Regions from separate parts of the Mus musculus genome. Here region 2 is linked to region 1. A link is a contact called in public HiChIP or PLAC-seq data. All regions are on one chromosome and are shown on one strand. The core of a region is the stretch at or near the end of the contact, and the rest is flanking DNA. Distances in the headings are between cores, read along the strand shown. Region 1 overlaps Fndc7 (fibronectin type III domain containing 7). Region 2 overlaps Slc25a24 (solute carrier family 25 (mitochondrial carrier, phosphate carrier), member 24).

What was found. HiChIP or PLAC-seq counts read pairs in DNA pulled down with a chosen protein or histone mark.
Region 2: a contact with region 1 is called in an HNF4G HiChIP or PLAC-seq map of pancreatic cancer cells. The contact joins two enhancer-like sites. A contact is called at or near these places in 1 of 39 promoter capture datasets (the 3T3-L1 cell line) and 1 of 115 datasets of contacts at active chromatin or transcription factors (pancreatic cancer cells).

Annotation. Positions count from the first base shown.
Region 1 is chr3:108,853,149-108,858,771 of GRCm38.p6, forward strand. Fndc7 (fibronectin type III domain containing 7) reads right to left here. Exons shown (of 13, transcript NM_177091.5): 12 at 3,201-3,262; 13 at 530-3,117. The coding sequence ends at 3,219. Among named protein-coding and RNA genes, the nearest start is that of Stxbp3, 15 kb to the left of the region's middle. Within about 2 kb of position 2,458, at least 191 of the 459 cell types and tissues checked have an H3K27ac peak or open chromatin away from gene starts, as enhancers often do. A contact at or near this core is called in pancreatic cancer cells, where this site is marked.
Region 2 is chr3:109,161,557-109,167,660 of GRCm38.p6, forward strand. Slc25a24 (solute carrier family 25 (mitochondrial carrier, phosphate carrier), member 24) reads left to right here. Exons shown (of 10, transcript NM_172685.3): 9 at 1,863-2,013; 10 at 4,770-6,104. The coding sequence ends at 4,954. Among named protein-coding and RNA genes, the nearest start is that of Slc25a24, 41 kb to the left of the region's middle. Within about 2 kb of position 3,890, at least 97 of the 459 cell types and tissues checked have an H3K27ac peak or open chromatin away from gene starts, as enhancers often do. A contact at or near this core is called in pancreatic cancer cells, where this site is marked.

The DNA.
Region 1 (5,623 bases), core at 1,208-3,707:
GTCAGCTGATATAGCACACAGTCTCACATGGACACAACCCCAGATGTGAGCCCAGAATATGGTTTCATGTCTCTTCCACTAGGCTTTCCCCAGCAAAACAAGGAACTCCCGAGAGCACTGTGGGGCTCATGAGGCTTTCTTCACAGGCCACGGGCCTCCATCATCTCAGCTTCTCATCACTGAAATCTTACTTCAAGAAAATAATCCACCAAGGCAGTTCCAAACTTCTGCATGTCAGAATCCTTTGGTGATCATGAAAAAACAACCACCCTAACTGCCATTTCCAGGCCTGATCCAAATATCTAATTAATATATGTCTCTAGAATGACAGCTGGGAATCTATGTGAGTAACAGTTGTTCCCTCTGTGGTATTCAGAAACCAGAAGAGAGCTGTGGAGTGGGACTAAGGAAGATAATAGGGCTGAACATGAGGTCAGTGTAATAATGTACATATGAGCTCTTCATAATGAGGCTTATGTTGTTCATTGACAAAAATTAATTAAATACATGAAAAACATTTTTTTGTTTTGTTTTGTTCTGTTCTATTTTTATTTTATTTTATTTTTTTTAAGACAAGGTTTCTTTATATAGCCCTGTTTGTCCTAGAATTTGCTTTGTAGACTAGACTAGCCTCGATTTCAGAGATCTGCCTGCCTCTGCCTCCTGATTGCTGGGATCAAAGGTCTGCGGCACTACTGGCTAGATTGGTTGTTGTTTGTTTTTGAGACAGGTCTCTCTATAACCCTGGCTGTCCTGTAACTCACTGTCTAGTCCAGGCTGGCCTCGAACTCATGGAGATCCACCTGACTCTGCCTCCTAAGAGCTGGGATTAAAGGTATACATCTCTGTACCCAGCTAAAAACATTTTTTTTTTTTGAGACAGGGTCTCACTAGCTAGCTTTTTCGGGCCTGGAGTTCCCTAGGTAGACCAGGCTAGCCTTAAACTCAGACATCCACCTATCTTTGCCTCCTGAGTGCTAGCATTAAAGGTGTGCACTATTCTGACTGGCAAAAACAAAACAAAAAAAAATTTTTTTAAGTGAACAAAACTCAACCCCCTTCCATTTGTGTACTTGAGACATTTAACTCCACTTTTAGAACTGGCTTGTCTCTGGGAAAGATCTCTTTATCCAGGGGCTTATGAGACCCCACCCTTTACCTCTGAAGCATGGGCTATCAGTCGATCCTCTGAGAGGAGGGATGTGGTCTTTACTTGGGTGTCCTCTGCTGAGCCCATCACACCCCACAGATGGTCCTGGCAAATCTTTCTGGGACACTAAACGAAACATCCAGGAACACAAGCGAGATTGGTGGAGGGTGGGGGGGATCGGGCAGAGGTAGTAGAGATGTGTGTGTGTGTGTGGAGGGGTGAGTGTTCAGAATGCAAAGTATATGTGTATGAAACCATAAAAAATAAACAGGGGCTGGAGAGATGGCTCATTGATTAAGAGCACCTGCTGCTCTTGCAGAGACCCTGAGCTCAGTTCCCAGTGCCTATAAGGCGGCTCATAACCACCTGTAACTCCCATCCCAAGGGATTTCATGTCCTCTTCCGGTCTCCACAGGCACCCATGTGGTGCACAGACATACATTCTGGCAGCACATTCATCTATGTAAAATAAAACATAAATTTTTTAAAAGTGGATACTTGATAGTAATAAAATCTCTTTGTCAGCGAAACGTTTTTGCATCCCTGATTTGTTTGTTGAGACATTTCAGGATGTGTGCCAAGCTGGCCTTGAATTCATGATCCTCCTGCCTCAGACTCCTGAGGGTTGAGATTACCGGCATGTGCCCTCATACATGGAAAGAAGATGCAGGAGAGGAAGTTTGCGCTCTCTTCCTTGCTGGCCTCGTGTCTAAGTTTCCTGCGTGTGCACCATTTGGTGCCTGATGCTCTCAGAGGCCAGAAGACAGAGGGTATGGCCCACCCCCACCGCCACCACCCTCACCCCAAACCAGTGTTACAGATGTTTATAAGCTGCCATGAGAGGGCTCGGAATGGAACTCGAGTCTTCTGCAAGAACAGCCTGTTCTCTTAACCACTGAGCCACCCTTTCACACACTACAGCCATGCCTTTGAGAACTCGTGACACAAATCATACTCATGCTATTTTAAAATTACTTTTCTGGCATCAGACAGACAAACATTTGTTCTAGGTACAACAGATTGATGTTATATATCCACCGTTTTCTTCTCTCGGATCGCGGAAGGAAGCCATTACAATGTGCGCAGAGCATAGAGAACAGACTGCGAGATCCATGAACCCTGAAAGGCTGTGTGTGCATGTCAGCCTGTCACAGTCTGAGACTCTTTGCCCTTGGCTGCTGCTCCGCCTGACGTCTTTGCTCACTCCGAGAGCGTGATGACAGTCTTTCCAGCCACAGACCTACGCTTCTGCTTTCCCAAAGGCTCTGGCAGATGTCTGCTCACATGGCGCTCTCTGACTCAGTGAAGTCTGCAGGCAGCTCAGCTTCCCCGGGAACCTGGGCCGAAGGCGTTTGTTACCACACAGTTGCCCTAGCAGCAGCTGCTCTAGACTCAAGCTTAAAGGCCTCAACAAAGGCCTGTCTTGGGGGCGAATGCTGTCCTCTGGAGGATGGCTTGACTGAGGGTGTGCAATTCCATACTTCTGCGGAGAGGATGCTGTAGGGAAGCTTTTGAGAGACCCCTGGCCAGGAAGTATTAAAGTTTGTGATGGAGCATAATGGTGGATGCCCGTAACCCGACACGTTGGGAGGTTGAGGCAGAAGGACTGAGACTTCAAGGCCAGCCTGGGCTACGTGGCTTTGGGATAGGCGACATTCTGTGGTGTGTCTGGATATGAAGCCCCCAAACAAGTTTCTGCTAAGCGTGGCTTTTATGCATCCAGGCTGTGACAGTGTGCTGACTCAGTCTGGCAACCTTCCAGGGGACTTTCTGGGCCTTTCCTCTGTGGAGTCCCCTCCTCTCCACAGCTCATCTTGAACTTCTTTGCAGCCAACGACACACTTGACCTTGTCCTCTCCAAACAGTCTGAGTTCCTCCTTTAAAGCGCAAAGGAGCTTTGCCTATCCTACGGTACATTGTGTTCTAATAGCGAGTTTCCATGGCTGCTCACTAACAACACAGGGACCCTGGAAGGGAAGTGAGGAGAATTTTCAAAACAGAGGACAAAATCTTGCTGTGGAATCAGAAAGAATTAATGCTCTCTGCTCACCTTGTGGAGTATCTGTATTTACCTGGGGCTCGCTGTATCGTTCCTCTTCCCTCTGTAAATCACTAAAGGGACAGGGAAGAAAGGGACAGGGAAGAGGACACAGAGGCTGTGTCACAAACTCAGACATTGCTTAAGTGCTGAAAATTTGTTACTGTCAATATTCAGAAAGCTGTTTTTTTATAGCACTTCACAGCAAGCAAAGAGGAGCGTGAGCTACCAAACTGTTCAAAGCGACCAGAAGTTTCTGACAAACCAGCGTGACTAAACCCCTGCTTCACGAAGTGAATCCTCTAAATATCCCTGGGCTCACAGTACTGATTGGATGAGGGATATTTCTTTTACCCTCAGGCCAACTTGCTGTGCCCTCCACTCCCCCCCCCAAAAAAAAAAACCTCCACTATTTCATTCATTCAGACATTTGCACAAGGTGAACATGAACCTTCAACTGCTAAAGATGTCGTGGGGAAGAAAGTCTCCAAAGCTCCACAGGATGAGCAGGTGACACTGAAGCTGGCTGGGTACCAAAGGAGAAGGATACCACACAGGGCACACAGACCCCACACCTGTCACTTTCTCCTCTAGCCAGGCATCAGGTTTCCAGCAACAAAAGCTCTCTCCCAAGTTAGAGCCCGGATCCTCTAACCTAAGGCTGCTTGTTAAAACAGAGTTGCTGGCCAGGTGGTGGCGCACCTGGCAGGGGACAGAGGCTTTATGTGCTAATGAGGTGAGAGGTCTGAATAGGCTTTGAATAGCACAACCTTAGAGACAATCAACCCCTCCCCAGCCCCATTTTACGGGCACTGTAGTGTAACAACCTTTAATCCCAGCTCTTTAATCCAGGAGGTGGAGGTAGACAGATCTCTGTGAGTTTGAGGCCAGCCTGAACTACAGAGCTAGTTGCTAGTTCCTGGACAGCCAAGGCTACACAAAGGAACCCCGTCTTGAAAAACAAAACAAAACACCCAAGCCAAACCCACAGAGTTGCCAGGCTCCAGAATCTCTCAGTTACTAGGTCTTTGGCCAAACCCTAGAGGCGACATTTCTAAAAGGTTACCAGATAATGTGAGTATTGTTGGGTCCATACTTAAAAACTAATGTGTTCAAGTATTATGAGGGCTAAGGTTAAAGTGTTAATATCTAGAACATATTAGGGAGTTATGAGATGAAATTGACCCTGAATTCTCACTGTGTCCAATTAATTACATTTCATTTAATGTCATTATGTTTTATGAAGTGACTATTACTTCAGTTTTCAAATGAGGAAAACTAGGCTTAGGAATTTGAATAGTTCAACTACTGGCAAATAAGAGCAGCAGGATTTAAATCCAATATTGTCTCTTAGAAGGTCATTTCAGACAAGATCAGCAAGTTCACGGTGGTATGGTAGCACATGTCTTTAATCTCAGCACTCAGGAAAGAGGGTCAGGCAGATCTCTGTGAGTTTGAGGCTAGCCTGGTCTACAGAATGAGTACCAGGACAGCCAGGGCTACACATAGTCTCAAAAAAAAAAAAAAAAAAAAAAAAAAAAAAAAAAGTCAATTCAGGCAGGCAGGCATTGTGCTGTAAAACCTTTAATTTCAGCACTTGGGGGTAGGGGTGGGGCAGAGGCAGACAGAGCTCTGTGAATTCCAGGCCAACCTGGTCTACAAAGTGAGTTCCAGGCTAGACAGGGGTACATAGTGAGACCCTGACCTGGAAAAAAAAAGTCAACTCATGGGGTTGGTAAGATTTATGATAGACCAAGAATCAAGGAAGACTTAAGCAAACAGAATCCCCAGGGCTCCTTTTAGTAGGTCAAGAGGGGTCCTTGCCAGCCAGAATCCTGATCTGACTAGTCCAGTATTCACAGAAGAAAATGATGAAATCTAGAAATCCTTCCTAGACACAATGATTTCCACGGTAGTGCCGAGGCCCTCAAATGGCTTACTCAGAGAGGGGGAGGGGCTGCTTCTGTCTAAGGCTGTGCTATTCAAAGCATGTTCAGACCTCACCTCATTAGTGTGGAAAGCCTCTGCCCCTGCCAAGTCCAAATGTGCCTGGTGGGGCTCTGCACCAGCTGGGGGAGAAGCCCTGCTTACCGCAGCAATTCTCAGCCTTCACTTCACTTTAAAACCACCAGAGGAGCTTTTAAAAGTCCTGCTGCCCAGCCTTCGACTTAGAACAATTATGCCAGATCTTCAGGGGCCAGAGCCCTAGCATCAGTAAAATTGAAAGTCTCCAAGGAATGTTAGCATGCAGCAAGGCTGGAACCATTGCCAAAGTAAGTATGCGCGGAGCAGGAATAACCAGCTGCCCTCCAAAAAATTTGCATTTTTCTCTGGGACTCTGGAAGACTAAAAAGATTTCAACATCTAAAGGAATTCATCTTGGTTTGCGCAATGTGAAGGGAGGCAGGGCACTCTTACATCAAAGGAGCATGTGG
Region 2 (6,104 bases), core at 2,640-5,139, 310 kb after region 1:
TATAAAATAATAACTTCATTTTATTTTGAACAGCTTTATTGAGATACAATCCCCATGGCAGGAGTTTCATCCACTTAAAGCAAACAATTTAAAGACTTTTGGACTATCACATTGTTAACTTTTGAAATTATGAGAAAACAGAACTGAAAACTCCCTTTTAACCTATGAAATTCAGTAACATTTAGTATAGTCACTCTAGTGTGCAGCCTTCACTACTGTAAGTTCCCAAAGCGCTTCCTTACCAACCAAAACTATTATGCAATAACTGTCTACCTCGCCTTTCCCTTAACCCCAGAACCTCTAATTTATCCCCAGTCTCTGAGTTTATGTATCTTAGGTGTTTCATCAGTGGAGTTGGACATATTATGTGTGTCTGACTTACCTCACTTAACATAATGCCTTCAAGGTTCATTCATGCCTCATACTCTAGTCTTCTTCCTGGTTCAATAACAAATCCATCATGTAAGACGTGCAATCATGTGCCATATAATAATGTTTGGGCCATGAGAGGCCACTTATATATGACGAGGTTGCTGCAGATTATAATGGAGCTGAAAAATATGTGCTACTTGGTGATGTTTTGGGTGTTTAAACATCAGTAGCTCAAGGCATGGCCCACGTGACTGGGATGATGTTGGTATAAAGACACCGACTCTGAAGCCTGTTGATATTCTGCAACAGTGATAAATGATTGCTGCTGATTCTTTATTCTCTGTATTGAACCTTTCATATGAAATTTATTTTAAAAAGTAGGAACAGAGGAGGCATTCCCAAACGCCTCCTACTAAGCCAGCATCCTTCCAAGATAAAAATCTCGATATTTTAACAATCTGTGTCGAGTCAACTACAATTATATACAAGGCCCCACTCCTTCACACCTCTGGGTACCCCTGTCCTGTTTTGATGACAAGCAGTGTGTCTTTTTACAGTGTGTCCTCTAACATGGGTTTACAATGAGTTCTTGTCCTTTTATTTTTGAAAACTATACTAGATTTCAAAGCTATTTACATACCCGCATTACAATATCATAAGGCTGTCATTTTCTATTTATTCACTTTCACCGTGGACTTTCTGTGTTTTCTGCTGCTGTCTGTTGCCATTTTGTTTGAGACTAAAGGTTGCCTTTTTGTCATCTCTCGCAGGTCTAGTGGTGGCACTTTCTTTCAGCTTTTATTTGTCTGTGGAGCTCTTAATTTCTTCTTTGTATTCAAAAGACAGTTTTGTCTATATACTGTTTGCCAGGGTTTTGTTATTTAAATTTAGCACTTTGAATATAACACCCTGACAACTCCCAACCCACAAGGCTTCTGTTGAGAAATACAACATTATCAAACAAACAAACAAATAAAAAAAACTTAAAATAGTTAAGTTAAAGTAATGGTTATATTTTTAAATTATTGTTCTGATAAGATGCCACAACCGAGGCAACTTATAAGAAAGTGTTTATTTGGGGCTTAACATTTTCAGAGTGTGAGTCCATGACCAGCATGGCAGCAGCCAGGCAGGCAGGCATGGTGCTGGAGCAGTAGCTGAGAGCTCACGTCCTTATCTACAAGTAAGAGTCAGAGAGAGCTAACTAGGAATGGGTGGGTTTGTAAGCCTCAAAGCTCACCTGCAGTGACATTCTTCCTCCCAGACAATTTCACTAACTAGGGGCCAAGATTTCAAACCTGTGAGACTATGGGGGCCATTCTCATTCAATCTACTACAAATATATAATGTCTTAGTATATATTTTTTGTGCTCCAAGTAATTTACTTTTAAAGAGTTGACTGACTACACAAAACAACCCTGGAGATGTTCACATTAACGCAGTGGCTGAATGAGCCATTTTGATGGATTTCTTCTTTGTTTCTGGCGCAGCTTTTGAAGTCTTATTGGCTGGATAACTTTGCCAAAGACTCGGTCAACCCTGGCGTGATGGTGCTGCTGAGCTGTGGAGCCCTATCCAGCACCTGTGGGCAGCTGGCCAGCTACCCCCTGGCTTTGGTGAGAACTCGCATGCAGGCTCAAGGTGAGTTTGGGTTCCAGGATGGCCATGGTGACACTTCATGGATTTCTCTGTCTCTTTCTGTCTCTCTCTGTCTGTCTCTCCCTGTCTCTTTCTCTGTATGTTATTGTTACTCCTTTATAGAAATAACCCTTGTTTTAAGAGCCTAAGGTCTAACATGTGCTCAGGTCTTAGCACTCTCCCCTCCCCCAGCCCACTCCCCTTCCCACCAGCTCCCCTCTCCTGTGTTGTCTTCTATGAATAGAGATTAGCTGCAGTATGTATAAAGAATTTGGCGGGGGTGGGGGTGGGTATGGGGGACCTTTGGGATAGCATTGAAAATGTAAACGAGGAAAATACCTAATTAAAAAAAAGATTAAAAAAAAAAGAAAGATAGCTCAGTTGTAAAGAACACTTGATACTCTTGCAAAGGACCCAGGTTCAATTCCCACCACTTATATGGCCGCTCACAATCATCTATATCTTCAGTTCCAAGGAATCTGACTCCTTCTGGACTCTGAGAGCACTGTACACATGGGGTACACACATGCATACCTATAAGAAAAAATATTCATATACATAAAATAAAAAACAAGATTAAAAAAAAAAGAATTTGGCATTTGCTAAACTCTTGAAGTGAGTGGTGGCCTGACTGCTTGTCAGTGCTGTTCAGACCCCAGGCTTGGCACGGAGTCCTCCCCTCTGTGACAGTCTCTCTGCTGGCTCCCAGGCTGTGATACCCCTACCCTCCTGCCACTTCCTGACTGCTGTCTTCCTGCTGTTTCTGGCTGACTGCCCCATGGAAACATGAACTCTTTGTCTTTCTTTTCCGCTCTTCTTTTTCCCCTGGTCATATTCATCTACTATAACTTCTCTTATGAAAGCACACTGGCTGGGCACCTGGGCCCCACCCCACCCTTCTTCCCAATGCAGCCATCCCTCTTTCAACCAGTCACTCACTCAGAAAAACTCTTTTCAAGACATGCTATGGAATGGATGCTAGGGTTAGAAAATGCAGCAAGTCAGGTGTGAATCGGTCACTGTGGAGTGGAAAAGCCATGGGTGCGACCAGAACATGGCCCTTTAAAACTCCTCATGGCACCAGTTCTAGCCTAATCCCAGTGGATGCCTCAGGCTGCAGTGCAGGAGCTAGCTGGGCACAGGCCCGCAGTGGTGTATTTGAGGATCTGAGAGCCAATCATGGCTGCAGAGAGGAATGCAAACTAGCAAACTAAATGTGTGCAGTCTCTCAGTTAGCTAGGGTGACCACTTTTGGAGCTTGATGCTACTATCATCCATATTTGGCAAATGACTAACAGGCAAGAACAGTTAAGGAATGTCCACAAGGTTATGAATTTGAGCTGGAGTCAAGCTGGAGTTCAGACCCACTCAGGGATTTAAGCAGATGCCCAGTGAGCTTCCCCCTCCCATCAGCTCCAGTCCTGGCCTAGCATGGCTGCCAAGATCTGCCAATTTTTCATCAAGGCCCAAATATTGTGTCTCTAAAACCATTTTTTAAAAATAACTCTTCAGAGTTTTCAGAATAAATCCCATAGTTCTCAGAGGGGGTTTCGAAGTCTTTATCCATCATATCATGCTTCAGTTTTAGCTCCACCTCTGTTTTCTGACCCCCACTATGCTGCTGTGTGACATTTCCAGACATCTGTCTGTTCACCCAGATATGGCAAGGACAGACCAAAGAAACAGGTCTACCCACGTCTAGCGTAGTGCTTCGGTGAGTTTGGTGGGGTTCTTATTGGAGCTTGGGTGATAGATAGCTCCTTACAGGAGCTTGAATAGCTCAAAGACAGCTGCATCACCAGCAGCTCATTACCCCTCAGCCTGCAATCTGCACAAGCCACCAGCCACAGAAGCTGAATCATCGGAGCTCCCTGCATAACCTGCAAGAGACTTGGGCTGGAGCTTCCTGCCCACAATAGTTATAACTGCTCATGTAACCCCAGGGCTCGGGGAGTGGCCTTGTGAATCATCTAGTTTCAGAAGGTATCTGAGCTTGGTACAGTTTGTTGACTTAGTCTTAGGGACCTCTCTATCCCATGGAAAATGCTTCAACTTATAGGACATAGGCAAATAACCCAACACGTGGGCATCTCCAGCTTCGTGATAGCCTGTGGTTAATAATCACATCCAGCAATTGCCATGTCCTCTCCCCCATGCCTGCTGCAGCCTTTGTCTTTTGTTGTACCAACAGTTTCAGGGCTGCCCCCTCCTCTCACTGCCCCCTTCATTTTTCTTCTCCTCCGTTCTTCACTCTTTTCTCTCCCCCACATTGAGATAATTACAACACCCAGGGCTCTGTACTCTTCCTAAACATCTCCAAATCTCCCCTTTCCTTACTATCCAGAATTTAACCATTCTCGTCAGTGCTTGGGGGTGGTAGAGTGTTGGGCTTCAGTGTCACCAACCACGGGTTCTTGGTTTTGCTAACTAAGGATTCAGGAGACGTTCCTTGTCTTTCCAAGTTTCCAGTTCCTGTGGATGTATTTGTCCTGGAGGACTGGCACGGGGAGTCATTAACCTAGTATCTAGCACACGCCTCATTCCTAATGAGCTGCTGCGCCTGTCACTGTAACACGCTGGCGGGTGGCAAAGAGAGTTGCTTTTGGAACTGGTTTTTATCGATTCTTTGCGTTTAGACCCCATTGTGAATCCTCAAAGGTCTGTTGTGACAATAATTCGACGTGCTTAAATATTGGATTAGCCTGGTTCTCCCCATTTTTGTTTATCTATTTTTGTTTGTCTGCTTATCTGTTTGCTAGCCACGGTAGAAGGAGCCCCGCAGCTGAGCATGGTTGGCCTTTTTCAGCGAATCGTCTCCAAAGAAGGAGTGTCAGGACTTTACAGAGGCATCACCCCAAACTTCATGAAAGTGCTCCCGGCCGTGGGCATCAGCTATGTGGTGTATGAAAATATGAAGCAGACCCTGGGAGTAGCTCAGAAGTGACCAGTCCAAGCCTTTGCTTTTCTGTGGTGACCGAGACTGTCAGTGCTCTCCAGTGACTTCTGGGGTTGCATCAAGTCTATCACAAAGGAAGCTGTTTGCCTCGCCAAAGGGAAGAGTGTAGCCGTGATCACTACAAGCCTTTGGGTTCAGTTTTATACCTTCAGCGATGCTCTGAATCGTAGTTCCAGTAAGTGAAGAAACCACAAAATTGTACTGTATTTTTGCTGATAGAGATCTCTGCCCTGCACCCTAAATCTGAAAATGTACTGGCTTGAGATGAAATCATTTTGTGTGGTAGGATTATAAATCACTAACCTTTGTTCTGATTGGTTCAAGCTCATGTCAATTTTTCTTTTTCACCCAAACTTTAAAAAAATCAAAAATGATCAGAAAGCCTCAGGACTTAAATTGTTTAATATATTTTAGATGTCTTTGTAGATGTAAAAGTTCCCAACAGAGACATTAGTAGAAAAATCACTATATTCAAAGTCTACTTTGCACAGTTTATCTCCTCATCTGTAAGCAGAATAGGAATGAATTATAGAAGGCACATTCAGCGGACAGGAGCCGTGAGGTAATGCTTATTTCAGTGGGCATGCTTCTTTCTACTTGCCCTGCTGTTTGGCCCTAGTTTTAGACCTTGATTGACATTGTTGTTACATTATTGACAGGGGACAGGTCATTTGGAAGATCATATTTATTCGGTCATCACTTTGAAAAGCATCAATGAACAAAACTGTGACTTGTACCATTTCCCAGTGAGCATCTTGGTTTTGTTCATTTTTTTTACTCATTTAATCAAATTCTCTTAATCAGGAAGGCTCCTTGGGACCTTCACAGTAATCTGAAACTGCCCTTCTCCTACTTGAGTGTCAAGTTCAGGTAAATAAACCCTTGTTTCCCTCTTACTGTTGAGGTCTTTGAACCTGTGCTTCTCAAATGGAGCGGCACAAAGCTAAGGCACCAGCACACTTCAATAGTAGTATATATTCATCTACCTGTTTTAATGAAAGGCTCAATCTGCATAATATTCATCTACATATTCACTTGCCTCAAGATTTAGGAAGATGACAGAAAATTTGTAATATCAAGAGCATTTCCTTTTTTTAAACTAAAGCTGATTTTGTAGTCTTTTATGATTTATTTTAAA